Linked DNA regions of Zea mays: regions 1 and 3 are each linked to region 2. Evidence: chromatin contacts called from public Hi-C data. All regions are on one chromosome and are shown on one strand. The core of a region is the stretch at or near the end of the contact, and the rest is flanking DNA. Distances in the headings are between cores, read along the strand shown. Region 1 holds the start of LOC103627578 (DUF740 family protein). Region 2 holds the start of LOC100272406. Region 3 holds the start of LOC100283476.

Region 1 (4,527 bases), core at 1,773-4,272, 160 kb before region 2:
CGCGGCATGCATGCGTGCACCGTGCCCGCACGTCCCGTGCAAATCCGTGCACACGTCCGTAGGGAGTACTACGAGTAGCTGCGTTTTTTTGGGGAAGATATCTTTTGCCCGGCCGGTGCACGAACAGATTGGCTCTAAAAACCACACTGGCTAATGCCAAGTTAGACAGCCTAGAACAGATTCCGTGGTGCGCGGTGCGATACAAATCATCATCAGGGTCAGGGGGCGCTCTCCCCGTGTCCAGCCAAGCAAGTCCACGTACAGACATGCCTTTCGAGTCACGCAAGATCTTTTGGGAGGGGTCCAAATCTCATGTCGAATGAAGCACCAACGTGCTCGTCATGATTATTGGGTCATGCCTCCGACGAAATTATCCAATTTGTTCTTCAAAAGATACCACCAATGCAAGCTAACGCCTCCCTCCTCCTACGAGTCCAGTCCATCAAATATTCCTCATCAAGATGCCCTTCTTTGATGACGTTGAAAGTTCGGTCAGTAGCTACTGAACTTGTTAAAAAAAGGGAAGGTAAAAAAAACAGCAACGTTCCTGCTGTGTTTTTCCTCAAAATGTATTGCTACCCAAAAGAAAAACACACACATATACAAGATTCTCTTCGTTCATTCCTGGTTCGTAGCTCAAAAAGGAGGCACAAAACGACGGGCACATCAGCACACAGTATCACTCGCAGGCGCGCGCAACCACCAAGCACAGACAAAAATCACACAGCGCTGCCGGCTGCGCGGACATGCATGGTGGCTTGCGGCGCAGCCGAGACGCACGCGTCTAAAAATAGCTGGTGCGCGGCGGCACGGGCCACGGGCACCGATCCCGTCCACCACCGCACCGCACCGCACCGCACCACGTACGTCCCGGTAGGTGCCGCCGGCGCCGCGCGGCACATGGGCAACGGCCGGCCACTCGGCCCTGTGTTTTCAATCGCGAGACGGCGCAACCGCAACGCGCAGGAGCTGGCGGTCGGCGTCAAGCAGCATGCTGTATCCCGCCGACGACGGCGAACGGGACCAATTAGTGCAGTCTAATCCCGGCTCCCCTCGACGGCCAGTACTTCAGTGGGGGTCTTAGTCTCGCTGTCACGTTGCTCCGCGTTAATTAGGCTCGTGGAAGAACTAGGTAGGTCAATGATTAGGTGGGGAACTTGAGAGAGCGGTCCGGTCGCTTTCAACCACAAAATCGCTTTTGATATACTACACGTACGCCATTTATAACGGGTGCTAGATCATGTAGCTGAGCATCTGGTGCAAACTCTGGCTGAGCTAGACTAAGATTTATTGAGAGCTTAGGTAATTTTTATGGCTTCTTATGATGTTCTAGTGTGCTGCCTTGTTATTCTCTGTCTTTAATTCTTGAAATCATTATAATTAAAATCATCACAATGCTTTAAACATTTGTTGTGGATATTGTTGACACCACCAACATGCTCCACCAATGATTTGTATGCATGTTTCTAATTACTAAATCTAGTTTAAGCGAGTACCCTATAGCCAAATTGATTTGTCCAACCTGGTTACTTAAATAGAAAACAATAGAAACAATATGCTCCATCCTAAGACTTGCTATATTCTATCTAATTAAATTTAATCTGCCATGATTGTGAAAAAAATCGTGTCACATCTTCAATTTTTCTGTATGAAATTTTATAATACAACATCTGTTCCAAAATGTTTGTCGCTCTGACATTCGTGTCGGTCAGAGTTTCTCAAGTTTGACTAGATTATAGAGCATATTAGCAACATTTGTATCTCCAAATAATTTCACTAAATAATAAATTTAAATATCTACCTAATGATACCAATTATGTACTATAAACATTCACGCTTTCTTTTATCTATTTGGTCGGAGTTTAGAATGGTTGACTCCTCGAAAAGCGAGAACGACAAGCATTTTGGGACAGAGGGAGTAGGTTGGTATGGTCCTTTTGTATATACGCCCTTCTAACTTGATATATAAATTCAGGATCATACTCATATGTTTGTTAGTGTGAAGGATAAGTTAGAAGCTTCGTTTTGATGGACCTTATAGCGGTGAACCTAGAGCAAGGATTTATCACCGATGGACTAGATGCACCGATATCGAGGCCATGTGAATTTCCTATTTTTTGACACGTTGAGGACTCAGAAATCTTTTTATTTATGTTGTCAATTTTCTTGTGAAATACACACTCTATCCCAATTTATAATCCGTTCAACTTTTTTACAGGAAGTTCGATCGTCTCATCTTATTCTAAAAAACTACAATTATTATTAACTTTACTGGGATACTTCAAGTATGGATCTACTTTTTTATTTTTCGCACAAAAAATAATAAGATGAGTCGATCAAACTTTCAAATGAATTATAAATTGAGACGGAGTGAGTAGAATTTAACCAACCTGATTCTCTTGATAAAAATTATGCTTGCTTGTGTTTTTTTTAAAACTTTAATTTTGATGGTGCGTCATATCTGCATGTTTGACTCAGTTCTCAGTGCATTTTGGGGGTTGTGAGTGTTGGTGAGGATATTTGGGTTCTAATGGCAAGCCGCAGCCCAGTTCTTCCACGCTACATGCTTAATCTAGATCCTACATATTAAGGAATTTTCAGCACAACACATTCAATGTTCATACTGCATGCTTAATCTTGCTCTCACGTACATGGCTGACATAACCTAGCGTCTCTTCTCCCCTTTAAATCCTACCTGCATAGCACATAGTTATCTCCGATATTTACAACCCATGTGCCGATTCGAAAATTTGCTTTATGTACAGCCCATCCTTACCGTACCGTAGCCATTTAGCAACCATTTACCTGACAAGTGCACTGCTCATGCTCTCACTTTCCCTGTCTGCTTATCTCTGCAAAATATATTTTTGTACGAGGCACCTGTTGTTTCAGCTAATTTGGTGGCAAACTCTTGCAATTTCGATTGTGCCTTCCCATGATGTTGTATTGTCTAATGCAATGCTCATTTCATCATGTTCTGTATCTCTCCATTCTTCTGCTTTAATGGTGTGCCTAGCATATGTGTAATATCGCCCAGTCAGAGTTCAGCTAGACTCTATTACGGTACAAATTTTTTCATCATGCGGGGGTCCCCACCTGATATATTTATATTGAATCTGAATAGAAGAGCACCAAAAGGATACAAATAGGTCCTGAAGATAGAACACAAAACGTGGCTGCCAGCTTATAGAGCCGACGGAGAGTCCCAGTTCAAACGGGCTGGCAAACGACAAATGGCAGGCCTTGCCTTGTGTTGTGGCCGGGTGGGCTGTGGGCTAGTAGCCGAGATTTGGCGAAAACTTGCTGCGAGGGATAACGAGCAGTGCGGCGGATTTGTTGGGCCCATGGACCACAAATGTACTCGCCAGATCGTATAGGTATGCCGTTTCTGATTCGAAGAACGAAGGCCTATCACACTGTGTAAGCCCAACAAACCCAGTAGTGGAGAAAACGTTTTTGTTCTAGATAATCGAGACATTAGTAACCGACTCTGACTCCACTAATCAACCTTCATCGGACAGAAAAAAAAGAACAGCGAACGACCAGATAACCCGTGACTTTTTTTTTGTTCTGTAAATTCCGATTTCCTAGCTTTCACTTTGTGTATAATTCTGTATGGAACTTATCACCATAATTTCGTAGAAAATTGCTACAGTATACTATACTCACGGTTTTTTATGTATGATTACCGGGCTGATTGGTGTTAGAAATATAGGCATTTTCTGTACCATTTTAATTCCATAAATTAACATTATGATGATAACATATAATAGATAATCAAACATAGAAAACGTGATCTCAAAAATATCCATAACAATATGGATCATGAGAACACAAAGCATATGAAGCATGTAAATCATATAAATAAAATAAGTATATAAACATGGTTCATGGATTATTGCGTAACAACTGGAAATAAACAAATAACAATATAAACAGGATGACTGTACAATTAAAACAGACAGATATAACATATCATAATACGATAGAACAGAGGTACATACGACATATATAATTTGCAGAATATAAAACAGTAACGAACTGAATTGATCATACCCTCCCATGCGTTCCGAGGATCCTGATCCTTGTCCAACTTCTCTTGTCATCCGATCGAGATGAAGACGCCAGGAACCAGCGATGAAGACAACGACAGACGTTGGGCAGTCGCGAAGACGCTCCCAAAAACCTAATTACCGATCCCCCGAGCAGGGTCTCGAACGGCAAGGGCTTCGGAGGCACCTGCCCTCTCGCCTCTCTGTGCGCGCAGAGCCACGAGATGGAAATACCCTCACTCGGCGGCTGAAATGTGATTCTGAAAGTGTTTCTCGCGTGTACCGAGTGACAGGGGTGCTCCTCTATTTAACCTCTCGCAGAGGGAAGCTGAAGGAGAAAGGTCGCCGAGTCACGCCAAGAGTCGGCCAGCTCTAGCCGAGTTATGCCATGAGTCGGCCAGCTCTCGCCGAGTCACGCCATGAGTCGGCAGCTGAAGGAGAAGGGTCACTCGGCTGGCCGACGAAGAGACAGGGT
Region 2 (4,027 bases), core at 413-2,912:
GGACCAGGGCGTCCAGCGCGGTGACGACGCTGAGGTGGAGCACGGCGAGGCGGAGCGCCTGCAGCCCGGTGACCAGGCTGAGCAGCTGCCCGGGCCGCCGCGCCGTCATCACTCGGACGCTGGCGTGCGTCTCCACCAGGGTCACCTCGACGTCGGCCACCCCTGACCGCCGCCCGTCCTCCTCCTCCGCGGGGTCGCGCGCCGCCGAGTGGCACCACACGTACTGCGGGTACGTGAAGAACTGCGCGAACGGGGGCGGCGGCAGCGCGTGGTCCGCCGCCGCGTCCTCCGTCGTCAAGCCGCTGCTGCAGTTGCTCGTCGTCGCCGCCGCCGCCGCCGAATCCGCGCAGCAGGCCCTGGCGCCGCTGCTGCTGGCGCGCATTGGCGTCGCGTCTGCAGGCTTCGCCGCCGCCACGCGCTGGTGAACCAGCAGCTTCCGCTTCTGCGCCTCGAGGCACTGGACCTGCTGCTCCAGCTCCTTCACGAACTCGATTGCCCCTCCGACGATGGAAGCTTGGTCGCCCTGCGAATGTTTCCGGAACCGTTAGTTTTGTCAGGAATTGGACCATGGAGCCAGCAGGAGTTATTACTACTACTACTACATCAAGGAGCATTGAATGGAAGAGAGGAGGAGTTATTCTCTGCAAGAGCGAGAGATAAGTCAATGGAAGAGAGGGGGACACATTAATGCATGGTTTGTTGGTGCCCCCGCCAAGACTGAACAAAGAAATCCAACAGTGAAGAGAATTAAAGGCTTAAAGGTAGGTAGTGAATGGCAGGCGTAAAATAGTCACGTTTGACCTAGAAAAAGGGGAGGCATTGCATTGCATTGCATGAAACTCGAAAGTGGCGGGTCTCTTTCGGGAGAAGAAACATTCCCCGCCACGGTTGCTCCGCCGTCGCTTTCTTCCTGTGTCGTCGAACACTGGAAGAACAGGTAGAGAACAGAAGAAAGGAACACGCTTGACACGAGACGGTGTCCTCTTGCTGCGCGCGCGCGTACCCTCTGGACGTAGGCCTCCGGCATGATGGAGCGGAGCGCGGCGAGGTACTCGTTCATCTGGCGGCGGCGGTTGCGCTCGACGGCGATGTGCGTCATCCGCTGGGTCTCGGTCTCCTCCCTGGACTTGCAGCTCCTCGGCCGCCGCCGCCGCTTCCTGGCCCTAGCCGTCGTCGTCGGCGCCGCCGACGTCGTCGCTGCCTGCGCCTCCACGGGCGCCTGGTGCGCGGACGCCGGGGCGGCGACAATGCCGGCGCCGTCACAGAACGCGGCGGCGTCGAAGAGGAAGTTGGCCGCGTTGAAGGTGTCGTAGACGAGCGCGGTGTCGCTGGGCGGCGCGCACAGCGCGTCCACTAGCGCCGACATGGCGAGTGGCCGACGGTCGCTCTCGCGCTCTAGCTCTAGGCTCTAGCTCTAGCTCCGCGAGCGCGTGGCTGCTTCTCGGTGTCGGTAAGCTCTTGGCGACGCGAGGTATCGTTTACTTGTTGCGAAGCTAGCTGCGCCTGCGTCTGCGTGCGGGGTTCGCCTATTAGCGCGCTGCACGCCGCACCGCCCCCCGGTCTACTACTTATCGCTCTTCGCCGCCGCAGCTTTGCCGCTGGTGCCAACTGATGCGTATCTGAGGATCTGAGGTCCTTGCGTTGGTGGCATGCGTATGTTTCTTTCTCTCCCTAGTGGTGGGCTGAGTATACGGGCCGGGGGGAAGGATAAGGTTTGAGGCGACGAAGACGAACAGTGGATGCATGTAGGTGGAGGAGCTACTAGCCGTGGCTTCGGCAAATCGGCAGCGCCAACAGTGACTCATGGGCATCAAATGTGGCCAAAAGCTGCGTTCTTTTTATGTGCTACGCCCTACGCCGCGCCGTGTTGGGTAGGGTAGCAGACTAGCAGAGCTCAGAAAAAGAACCGTGGAGGAGCTAGCTGCAACTGCAAGAAAGGTCAGAGATGGTACGGTGAATATGGTGGTGTTAGTCTCAGCTGGGAGATTAATGGCGCGACTAGGACAATTAGCACCAGGATTAATGAGGTGCCACTGCCAGCTGCCTGCACGTACTGTGCAATACTACAAGGAACTGAGAACCAGACCGGTTATGCCCGTGAAGAGGATTAGAGGACCAATCCATCACACGAGATGCAGCAGCTGGAGACAGTGGTAAGTACCAAGGTCACATGGATTAACAGTATAGAGAAAGCAGCAGGTCACATGAGTAACAACGTTGGCTTGCACTACTTCTGTGCTAGTGCTAGTGCTACGCGAGGTCGGAGGGTACCGTAAGTCCTAGAGCGGTCAATCATGCATCGACCACACCAATCACCAGCCCACGAATTCAGGGCTCGGCTAAACTTCTCGGACACACGCGCTAGCTATAGCTGTTTGTCGACATTGATTCATTCACGCCGTACTCGCCCTGATTTTACCATGCATAGTACCTACGGTGACGTTGTCCTTGTCCAGGCTACGGGGACACCGTACCGGGACATGCGCGCGCGCGTTTGCTGGCGGGGCGGGGTGACCCCCCCCCCCCCCCCCCCCCCCCTGTTTACTCACAATGCATACGTACGTACGTGCAACGGATTCGAGACAGTACATGCAAGCACACATGGCAAAAAGGTGCGGCTGGCAGCTAGAGGACACGGGACGTGCCGACGAACCCCCAAATGACAGCATCCGATTAGTATACTGTCCGGCGAGAATCTGCGCAGCTTTTCAGCTAATCTTGTAGTATGACCAGAGAGACAGGCTAGCAAACAATGCGTCAAGCCGGCAAGTGTGCAATGCAGTTCACCTTTGAAGCTTATTAAGTACATGCATGTGGAAACCATGCCCTAAAATTTAACGTTAGACACTTAAAACACCGTCAATAAAAGAGCCAGTCCGCTAGCCTATATATATATATATATATATATATATATATATATATATATATATATATATATATATATATATATATATATATATATATATATATATATATATTCGAGAAGTTAAATATTTTTAAATTTAATAAATCTATATAAAAAATAATAACACTTATACTACCGAATATATATTATTTGACTAATTATAGAATATATTTCTGTTATGATCTTATTTGAAGAAATAAATATGTTTTTGCTATTTTCATATGAATTTAGCTAAATTTAAGAAATTCTGACAATCGCCGGGAGGAGGGGGACTCCCACAACTACTGAATAACTTTGGAGTTGGTTCAAATCTTGAATTGTGTTGTCTTTAACTCTTTATTAGGATGGAGGGGAGTATATATCTCCGTACGCGTGTTTCACCATCAATTATTGCCGCTTGGGTTCATAGAACAATCTGCTCATCTGGAGTGTAATACAACAAGAAGACAAAGACGGTAAAAGTTTAATATGACCGGCAAGGTTCGCCATCCATTTCTAATTTTCTACCGTCGGTTTCCTGGGTCTCTGCTCTTGTAACAGTGAGTACTTATTCCATTTTAACTTGTAAGATGTTTTATCATTTCATTTCTGGTTTTTTTACCTTTCGCTTATGTATATATCTAGACATAGTATATATCTAGGTACACAACCAATACTATAAATCTAGAAAAAGTTAAAACATCTTATAATTTAGAACTGAGGGAGTAGTATATATCAAAATCTGTAGACACAACAACCAAATGTAAAATGTCTTGGAAGTTGGAACTCATGCAGCGCATGCCCACATGCAAACTTTCGAAATACCAGATTCTCTATAAATTAATATTTGGATCGGACCTAGAAGACATTGGCCATGCAAACAGAAACTGCTTTGGTGCGCACGTACACTTGTGTTGTTTCTGAGGGACACACAGTGAGACTACTATATATGATTCCAACTTGTCGTACGAACGTGTGTATCTGCATAGACAGTAGTTAGCGCAGCAGAGAATTGTAAATGGCTCGATCGTTTCAAATTTGAAGCGTTACTCCTAAGTGATGTACATATACCCTACAGAACTGTGAATGGCCCCGTACGTCGCAATACGTACGGGTATTTATTGTTTTTTATGGAACGTTCTT
Region 3 (4,468 bases), core at 1,340-3,839, 190 kb after region 2:
TGAACAAAAGTGCAAAGAATGGGATCAAATAAGACGAGAGGTACACATGTATAGTTTAAGCACCTCATTCTTCTTGTACACAAGTCCCTCTCTTCTCCAACCAACAGCGCCAGTGACTTGAAGAGTCGCATTTGGAACAGGCTTCTCTGAGGGCTGTAAGTGCATAAATGACAAGAAAATCAGATGGTTTCATAGAAAAACAAAACTATCATCATACAATTCGAGGTAAATTTTTAGCACATTCTATCAAAATTCAGGTTTGATTTTTCTAACCTTTGAGGAAAATGGTGACCGAACACCTTCTTGAGTTATATACAACTTCAAAATTTCAGGTGACAGGTTTTGAGGATAACCAAAATCCATGATCTCTGTACAATTATCGATGTCTGGATGAATGAACAGAAATACTCATGTTGCATTATGCAGGCAAAGAATAGGATGCTTAATTACCATCAAGAAGTTCATATATCAAAACAAAGTTATTCCTGATAGCGTCTTCATCAAAAGCTCCACCGAAGTAGGACTTGAAGAGAGCCACCGCCTGATAGTTTCGAATAATATTAAGTAGTTAAGTCAAAGTGATACAGAATGAGATAAATCACCGCGAGTTATTTAGAAAACAACAGGACATTTTTAAAGTTCTTCACATTGAACTAATAGCTAAATTTAATTTTTAAATCATGCTAACTTGTTCATATGAGAAGGGTTGTGGTTTCATTCAAAGTTCTAAACAAGTGCTCATGAAATCATACAAAGCAGACTACATCACAGTAGTCCTATTAGAATATGTCAACAAATATAAACAATAATGAAGCGCACAAGCACAAGAAACCGTAAGATTTTTTGTGTTCCAAGGTTACTAGCATATCATGAATACCCACTGTTAGCAAAAAAAAAGTTCTATTTGCAAAGTAAAGCCAACCTAGATGGCATAATAAACTAAGCTCATGGATCCTTTTTTTAACTCTCTTGAAATATCACAGAACAATGTTTATCAGGCAACTCATAAAATTTGTATAGCTCAAAGTGACAAATCGGTTCCTCTTTGAGTCTCACAAATTTTTACCCACCTACTCTATATTTTCTCTACGCATATCTGCAACATTATATGCACGGACTTGGTTATGATTATGAAAATAATGGAAATGGAATGCAATAGCGAGCAAAATAAGTGGCTGATTCCTCCTTTCATTCTAGAAAAATAACATGCAAAACAGGTAGGTGGAATTCATAAAAACTGTCATTTTAATATTTGTATTTCAAACTCCTAAACCAAGACTGTAATATGATTTCATGGACTATGCAATTTTCGTTTTAATGCATGCATATCACAGAAAGGGTAGCATACCTCGACAACAAATTTGAAAGCACATGCAACATTAGCATTGCTGCTAACTACGATCACAATGTAAACATTACTGATCCTCATATAAAGGAAGGAGCAGCCTCCTATTTGACGAACAGGGCATGTGCCAAGTTCTTTTGTTTGCATGATATGCATTCTGAACGCATCAACCATATTTCCCCTGCATAAACATACATGAAAACACTAGTCACTAAATTTATGTTGATCAAGATAAAGTAAACAAAACATGTGAATAAAGGCACCAAAATGATGCCAAATAAATATAAAATAGTAGAAACAAGGGAACAGATGGTGGTAGTAAATTAGCGTCGTCATGAAAAATAAGCCATTTTAAAAAAGGAAATAAAATGACTTACTGAATATATGCCTTATACTAGTGTAAGTGAAACAATATCGCTTGGTACGAATGTATAACAAACAAAGATTGTTTCAGACTCAAGCTGTCAAAATGGGGTTCAGTTCATAAATTTTCTCTGCAGATATCACTAATGCAAAATCGCACTATGAATGATCAAGTCAACTATGCAGCAATCGACTTTGTGAGCACTCGCTGATTCGCTACAACAAAATTTAGTCCCTAAGCAAGTTGGGATAAACAAGTTGTGGATAGTCTGGAAAAAAAATCTAGTAGCCTAGTACACAGACACATCTTTTAGACAGTCCTAGGTGAAGCACTCTAGGTGAATCTAACGAATTCACCGATTAAGTGATTAATAATCTATTTTCTAGATTCCAGAGAGCAAGCATACCGAGAATTAAGCATCCTTCCAAAAATGTAACGCTCGGCATGACTGTGACACGACCCAATTTTAGCAGCTAACGAATCAGATCAGCTAGGACTGCTTCCCATCTCGGTCCAAGCGGAATTTTCAACAAGAAAAATGGATGAAACTATATAATCGCGATCTACGAAGATGCGAGCTAGAAGCGAACTAATCGGTCCCTCCCAGGGCCGTAGATCTAGCGCTCCAAGCCCACCGCGGCACAACATACCCAACATCATCACGGTAGAGGCGGTTGATGAGGACGTCCCCGCGAAGGTTGAGGAAGTAGATGGCCGACGCTGCCACCGGCATCGTCGCCCGCCTTCCCGCCGCCCTTATCTCGCGGCCGGTTCCACGGGCGCGCCTTCAGGTACAACTCGAGCGACGGTGATCTGCTGAGTCCGTAGCTCGCCGGACGGTGAGGAGGGCGCGGGGTTTGGTTAGATCTGGCGGCAGCACGAGGTCTTCCCCGTCCGGGACGGGAGCTTACGGTGTGTTCTTTTTTGCAGAATAGACCTTTCTGGATGGCATATTTGCTTGGTCGTAGCGTCAACTTTTAATTTAAACTTGTGCTGAGTTCAGACCTGGATTTTTCCCCGAAAAGAAAACAGTATAATAATATTGAAAAAAACCCTGAAACGGTGGTAAAAATAATTTGGATTGTTTAATACAAAGAAGTAGAAGAATGGTTTAGGTACTACCTTGGCCTCGAGAAATTCTAATCCAAAACATAAATATTTAGGATCTATTTAGGATAGCTCCATCAACACTATATTTATTAAAAAAAATCAGCACTATATTTATTAAAAATAGATTTACTTCACGAAAAGTTACACGAATCGTCTAGCTCTATAAAATTTGGATTAGAGTAGATCTATGGTTAGATTCACTATTTTAGTAGAGCTCCTCAAGGATGCTCCAACAAACTTAAATTGTTGAAGTTAGAAATAAAATACCCACACTATCACTCGTTACACAACGTATCAATTTATTGTATTTCTCTCTTCTTTCTCGGTTTGTGTTTTCTTTCTTTCCTCGTGACTACTTAGAAGAGAAATGACTTTAAATCATTTTCTATATTAATTTTGTTGTTTAATGACCATTACAATGATATAGACTGACTAGTCTGACAAGTATTTGATTCATAGGTTTATAAGATTGACTTCAGAGTTTCTAAGTCAGAAACCGTTTAAATCCAGCCTTAGAGGGATAAATCTTGGGATAAAAGAACTAGCAATAGTTCTATACTATGGATAAATTCTAAATACCTCTAAGAACATATTCGATAGATTAAAGAGGTTGGATAGCTCTGTTTCAACTGTCCACTTTGAACCAATTTAAGCTAGAAAAGGAATATGAGTTGGAGAAAATTAAACAACCATGTTTCATGGCTTATACTAGTTGGAAAGTCACTAGATATGTTTGTCTAAGTCATAGAAACACCCTCAAGTTTAGCCAAACTCGTTTGAAGAAAAAATGCTCAAGTTTGGCCAAACTTGGTCTATGTAGAGGCACATCATACCGATCCGGTGGTCCACCGGACCAGATGCGTAGAGGGGTCTGGAACTGGTCTCCGACGGCTAGAGCACTGGACCGATCACGTGGGTCGTCACACCACTTTTCAGAGAGGTTATTTTTGAAGCCAAAGAGGAGCTAACTGCTAGCGTGTCGCCCGGTCCGATGGTGCACTGGACCGTCTGATAGAAAAACGGTAATCTCCAACTCCAACAACTAGGTTGATGTGGCAGAGGTTCGATGGCATGTCAGATCGGTCTGGTGCCTCTAATAATACTAAGACTGGGTGTTCGGGTTCGGGTCGGGTAGTTCGGGTTTTGATAAATTCGGGTAATAGAAATTGTTACTCAATAACAGCCAACAAAAAACACTACCCGCAATTTCGGGTTCGGGTATACCCAATTTACCCGAGCGGCAAAGGACCGACGAGCGCCTTCGAGGAGAGGGCCTAGGCCTCCGGGCATGCGGGCGCCGCCACCGAGGAGAGTGGAGAAAGGCGCCTGACGGTTACTGCTACTGCTAGGTTATGGAGGGGACTAGCTCAAGTCATTGGAGTGTTGGGCATCAGTCCATTTCCAACTGCCGTCGAGCATAACGAATGAAGCAGATGTGCCCTGATGGGCTCATGGGCCATCGCACTCGCACAGTTAGACTGGATTATAGACTCCACGTCTCCACTCTCCACGGTTCGCATGTGCAGCAACTCGACCAGATCTATAAGAGGTCAAGTATGAAAACCATCTGCCCGACAGTGATTTCCCACACTTGAACACATATAAACCCAGTGGTCCAATGAAATCGTGAAGGATCTCAAACTTTTCTT

What was found. Hi-C and Micro-C count contacts between places; a contact is called where the count stands out from the background.
Region 1: a contact with region 2 is called in a Hi-C map of leaf, with 10 times the contacts expected there. The contact joins the promoter of LOC103627578 here to the promoter of LOC100272406 in region 2. A contact is called at or near these places in 3 of 25 Hi-C or Micro-C datasets (leaf and tassel).
Region 3: a contact with region 2 is called in a Hi-C map of leaf, with 1.9 times the contacts expected there. The contact joins the promoter of LOC100283476 here to the promoter of LOC100272406 in region 2. A contact is called at or near these places in 4 of 25 Hi-C or Micro-C datasets (leaf and tassel).

What each region holds. Positions count from the first base shown.
Region 1 is chr5:206,806,966-206,811,492 of Zm-B73-REFERENCE-NAM-5.0, reverse strand. LOC103627578 (DUF740 family protein) reads right to left here and starts at 3,022. Exons shown (of 1, transcript XM_008647879.4): 1 at 1-3,022.
Region 2 is chr5:206,649,190-206,653,216 of Zm-B73-REFERENCE-NAM-5.0, reverse strand. LOC100272406 reads right to left here and starts at 1,662. Exons shown (of 3, transcript NM_001146884.1): 1 at 1,004-1,662; 2 at 1-523. The coding sequence starts at 1,366.
Region 3 is chr5:206,456,645-206,461,112 of Zm-B73-REFERENCE-NAM-5.0, reverse strand. It overlaps LOC100283476, which reads right to left and starts at 2,589. Exons shown (of 13, transcript NM_001156376.1): 1 at 2,360-2,589; 2 at 1,349-1,526; 3 at 451-541; 4 at 274-368; 5 at 64-153. The coding sequence starts at 2,442.